2 separate regions of the Hordeum vulgare genome follow, and region 1 is linked to region 2. Evidence: chromatin contacts called from public Hi-C data. All regions are on one chromosome and are shown on one strand. Each heading gives the region's core, a stretch centred on a gene start, on an enhancer-like site or on the middle of the called end of the contact. The rest is flanking DNA. Distances are from core to core; before and after follow the strand shown. Region 1 holds the start of LOC123453061 (protein PHR1-LIKE 2-like). Region 2 overlaps LOC123452410 (flowering time control protein FPA).

Region 1 (2,803 bases), core at 66-2,565, 320 kb after region 2:
ATTACACAACGTAAACAGGACTATGTGTCCACAGTGTTACAATCGGTATCTCTTAATATGCACTTCACGCGAGCTTTAGTAGGAGCACGTTGGGAGGCATGGCTGCATCTGGTAATAAGAATTATGCAGGTACAATTATCTGACCAACGAGATAATGTTCGTTGGATTTTATCTATGAATGGCGTATTCTCAGTAAAGTCCATGTATACGGATCTGATTAATACATGACCCTTACTTAGATCAGTCCATATTTGGAATATCAAAGTACCGCTAAGGATTAAAATTTTCATGTATTTTTTGCACAAAGGTGTGGTATTAACCAAAGATAACCTAATTAAACGTAGTTGGAGAGGCAGATCTAATTGTTGTTTCTGTGATCATCATGAAACAATAAGACACTTGTTCTTGGATTACCCTCTTGCAAAACTACTTTGGCGCACTATTCATATAGCTTTTAATGTGATCCCACCTACATGCATCAGTTCTGTATTTACAATGTGGCTCAATGGAGTGGACGTTAGAATTTCTAAACTTATCAGAAATGGGATATGTACTCTATTTTGGACTATATGGAATACCAGGAATGACTTGATCTTTAATGACAACAAATTCAATAACTTTTTGCAGGTCATATTCAGAGCAACTTCTTGGATCCGTACATGGTCATTACTCAGTCATGTGGACTCGAGGAAGCTTATGGATACTGGGTGCAACCGATGGGAGATGGCCGCACGGGTTATCTTCAACCGGTTTGGATGACGTGTTAGTAATAGACTAGGTGTATAGACATCATAGTCTATTATTACTTACGCCGGATGTGGTAGTTTTGTTTTTAAGAGATTGTTTATTTTTAGTTCATTTTTTCATTGCGAGTCGCAGACTTATCTAGACATATGATGTTACTTTTAATTTTTAAATAATATGACTGCATGCATCGATTAATGCAAAGGTCCGGGATCATTCCTCCTTTTCCAAAAAGAAAAAAGTAAAGATGCCCCTTTTATGTTTCTCTCTTTGCATCCGAACGCGTTAATCAGCAACCTGTCACTACATCAACTGACCACCGGCTGTTCCACAAGTAGCTAGAAATGAAATTCACTTTCCAGGATTGGATTTCCGGGCGCGGAAGCGGAAGCGCGCATGACGTCCGGGCGCAGACACGAGCATGTGCGGGGCTGGATTTTTATTTGCACGCATCACAGCATAAGTGGGAAAAAAATAAATAAACAAATGGAGCAGAGGCAGCCAGTGGTCTGTTTGGTCCTCGCATGAGCAGAGCTAGCTAGCGTCCATCCACTAGCTTTTACTTTAAGGAAACGGAAAACCCGAGTAGTACACTAAACAAAACCCAGTTGCCAATTTGCCCTCCCTTCACCAAACACGCACAGCGACAGATCGAGAAGCCAGAGCCGGAGCTGCTGGAAATTCAATGCGCCAATCATTGCGTCCCAGAAGCACCAGCACCAGCAACCAGGGACTCATCATCCGTTCTTCTCCTGGCAGTAAATGAGCAGCAGCAGTTCTTCACCTGGACCTGGAGTAGTAGTAGTGGAGTAGTATTATTTCTCTTTGGAACTTCGGTTGAATTGGTGAAGAAGAGATGATATTGGCGAGATAATTTAGCGCCGGAAGTAAGTTGGATGTGTTATTGTACGAACAGTAGAAAATGAGATTGATCTGCGCTAATCACCATTGTTATGTGCAGGAGGGCTTCACAGATCACTGGTAAGAGAGAGAGGGGAACCACCGCAGGAAAAAGGCCGCAGAAGAGAAGGGGGAAACAGGAGAGAGAAAGGCGAGCAACTTTTTGTTGGATCCTTCGCTTTTGGGGACGAAGGAGGAGAAGGTCTCTCTCTCTCTGTCCCTCTCCACCTCCCTTCTTGGTCGGAGGAGGAGATGTTCCCCCCTGGCCTGATCCACCACCGCGCGGACGGCCCGGGGCCCGGCGAGGTGCCGCGCTCCGGCGGCGCCCCCAGCCTCGTGCTCACGGCTGACCCCAAGCCCCGCCTCCGCTGGACGGCCGACCTCCACGAGCGCTTCGTCGACGCCGTCGCCCAGCTCGGCGGGCCCGAGAGTGAGATAGACGCTCCCCCCCTTCCCCTCCCTCTCCCCCATTTCCCTCCGCCCTCCGGTTCGTCAGGCATCGCCATTGGAGGGGCAATGCGTGCTTGCTGGGTGGGGGTTCTCTTTCTTGGTTGGTGCGACCGCGCGCTTTCACCCGAGCTACTTGCTGGCTTGGGAGCGAGGATTTGAGCCATTGGGGGTGTCTGCGCTCAAGTTTTAGGAAAGTCTGGATCAAAGTTTGGGTCTTTCTTTACCTGGACCAACAACACTTCACTGAAATGCGCGCTGTTGGACGAGCAGCGGTGCATTTGCGCTTAGGATTCAGCACGCCCTTGGATTTGATATTTTTGGTCTACTCATGCCAGATTTTGCTTTGCTTTTGAGCTGGGAAGAGATGTGTCCTGCGTTGCGAGGGCTATGTGGTTGGTCTTACTTAGTACAGTTTGAGGCTTTTGCTTCAGATGAAAAGGTCATTTTGTCTGATCTTGGATTCCAGCACGTTGGAGGAACCAGAGAATTTGTTTGATTATACTCTCTAGAGAGAAATGTCGATAATCCATTGAACAAGGAAAAAAAGTTTCTGCACACTCAGGTGCTTGTTTATTGGGGATGTAAGGATCGTAGGCGAAACAGGGCAAATTTTATTTTTCCTTAACGACGTCTGGAGTTATGGTCGTTATTTCAGTTTATTTGTGCTCGGAAAAGGTCATATTTGTTGCTTGCATCAGCTCAGAATTTG
Region 2 (2,703 bases), core at 143-2,642:
ATTTTGCCGTACATACTAGTTTTGAAAATAGTAGCTATGGGTAAAGGTGTTTTGGCTCCTGGGTGCATTTGCATCAGATAAACAGTAACACGAAAAGTAATAATAAATGTTTTTAAAAAAATCTGATTTTTTATACATATTCGTGTTACTGTCTCAACAATGCTTGACAATTTTCATGTGAAACGAAGCAATGATGTTTCGTCGATGAAAAAAATAAATTTAGGTGTGACATTTTGGGGTAACACTTGATGTTTAATTTGTTTATTCTGCAAAGGCCAAAATGTTTAACTTTTTGCCTAAAAAATTCAGGTAGCATATTCATTAACCATATTGTGCAGACGGTGTGGTCTTTGTAAGTCTGGGAATGATTTTAGAGCGACAGCATCTTGATTCAGCATCTTGACGGGTGCTGGTAAACAAAGCATCTTGTCGCCCGCACTCACAACAAGAGAAGAGAAGACTCGTCCGTACGGGGCTGTCTTGCTTTCGCTAAACAAGGCATGATGATTCAAATCAAATAGGTAAAAGATCAAAGCGCTAAAAGTGCATCGTTGGGCTTGGGACCATGCCATGCCGCATCCAACTCCGAGCTCTGACGGCTGACGCCCTGAGAACTTTTTGCAAGCCATGCTCTTTAGCAGACAGACAATGTGACAAGGCTGATGAATTCCAAGGCACAAATCTGAGGGGATCACTTTCTCACGGTATCGTTGAGCACATGAACAATTTGCTACTCCTGCCGTCCAAAAATAAGTGTCGCAAAATTTGTACTAGGTTAGTATAAATTTTATACTATTTTGGGACGGAGAGAGTACTTAACAGATTCAGTATTCAGGTTAACTATGTATCAGTTCCATGTTTGGCAAACGGAACACACTGCAAGGAAAACGGGTTATGCTCGATGATAGCCCGTTCTTAACCTGAATACCTCGCACTTCTTAACCGCAGTTCCCAAAAAGAAATGCACATGATGCTTTGTCCCACAGAGAAATGTAAGACGAGGAATCCAAAATAACATCACACTACACTTGTAATCTTGGAAGGCATGAGCAATCCATATTAAAACAACAGGAAACCTTCATCTCACTAGTTCGTTACTAAAAACAGGAAAAAAAAAAGGTAAATCAAAGCAATGCAGCAAATATGACAGGCCAGGGCTAGGAGTGAACTTCAACACTGGTAATAGAAGCCGTTTAAACATCTGGAACTAAATAAAATTAGTGTATACATATATCCAGTTAAAGGGTGTCAAACAGGCTAAAGGATGGCCTGAGCCGGATTAGCTCCTTCGCTTTGCGGCATGTCCGCCTTTGTTTTATTTTTAGGCCTTGTTGAGCTGTGTCATCAGCAGAACCCTCCCTTGTTGAGCTGTGCCATCAGCAGAACCCTCCCGTACTTGTGTTGTGTTGTGTGCGTTTGGTTTGAACCTTGTGGGGCTGTGGTGGTTTGATTTATCTATAAAGCAGGGCGGAAGCCTTTTTCGGTAAAGGAGAAGCATACAAACATTCTAGAGTTAGGTCTGTCACTTTAGCGAAGGATAAAAGGATGGATTCAGACAGCAACTAACAGCCCTCAATTGGTACAACAAAAATGAGGTGCTGGTAAACAAAGATCCCAACGGCAGTTTGGGGCTATTTTGCAGGATGACGCCATATGATCCTTGTGCACCAACATTAGAAATGACCTGCCACCAAAGTCCAAAGGTAAATGAAACAGTGGCGATTGCTGTGAGTACAATCAATTTTCACTTACTAATGTTAAACAAAATGCCGAGAATGTAGAGGTTTAGAACATGGGAATTAACAGTATTTTTACTCTTTAGCATGTGAGCTCTTTTAGCACGAGGATCGGTGACCTGGTCAACTCTTCTACATTTACAGAAGAGTCAATTACATCACCGGTGCTAGAACTTGGCGTGAAAAGTAAGTTTAGTGCTAAAACTTGCGGCATACATTGAACCGGTGTTACAACTTGACTTAAGTGCACATATACGGTGCAAAACGTGTCTGTATACGAGCTGCTTAGGCGTGCCAGCGTAGCGTGGGGTCCGCTGTCAGCTACCAAACAAGAGAGGCAGTTCGTGTGGCCTTTTTTTTGCGGTAAAATACTCAGGATTTTCTTTTTCTCACAAAAAGCCCTTCCATGGGTCTTGAATTATTATTTTCGCATGAGCCCCTGGAGCGGGTCGGTCTATGAATAATGTGTCGGCTGGGATTAGATGCCGAGACCTGTGAGTTGCAGGTGCAACACCCAACCAACACAGTAGGCTAAATTCTTTGCTTTAAGTTACTTTTACCAACAATTCTTTGCTTTAAGTGGTTACGTGAACTATATATCCTGTAAATATTTAGCAGGCTTGAGTTTCTAAGGCCCATTTTTCATTGTTATTTTTTTTAACTTTTATAAAGTATCTGTAAAATGTAACCGTGTGTTATTAATAAATTAAATTTCAAAATAAAATGAACAATTTTATATACTACATAAATATTTTATTAAAATCATGAAAATTTAGAACTTATATTAGAATTTATTTTCATATGTAAAAAATATGAAATTACTTTGATATTTTTGTTGGATACGTAAATTATTAGGTGTTGTTAATTTAATTATGTGGATAATTTTCCTAAAAACATGTAAATATTTTATGATGTAATATTATACATATATATTATTTATAAGTTATAAAATAAGATTATAGTTTTT

Evidence for each region. A called contact is a pair of places that touch in the nucleus more often than the background predicts.
Region 1: a Hi-C map of seedling shows a contact between it and region 2, with 4 times the contacts expected there. The contact joins the promoter of LOC123453061 here to the enhancer-like site in region 2. A contact is called at or near these places in 2 of 6 Hi-C or Micro-C datasets (leaf and seedling) and 1 of 1 datasets of contacts at active chromatin or transcription factors (embryo).

The regions. Positions count from the first base shown.
Region 1 is chr5H:381,697,541-381,700,343 of MorexV3_pseudomolecules_assembly, forward strand. LOC123453061 (protein PHR1-LIKE 2-like) reads left to right here and starts at 1,316. Exons shown (of 7, transcript XM_045129825.1): 1 at 1,316-1,631; 2 at 1,706-2,074. The coding sequence starts at 1,897.
Region 2 is chr5H:381,376,524-381,379,226 of MorexV3_pseudomolecules_assembly, forward strand. It overlaps LOC123452410 (flowering time control protein FPA), which reads right to left. Exons shown (of 6, transcript XM_045129060.1): 6 at 1,006-1,684. Among protein-coding and RNA genes, the nearest start is that of LOC123452410, 14 kb to the right of the region's middle. Within about 2 kb of position 1,393, at least 1 of the 3 cell types and tissues checked has open chromatin away from gene starts, as enhancers often do. A contact at or near this core is called in seedling, where this site is marked.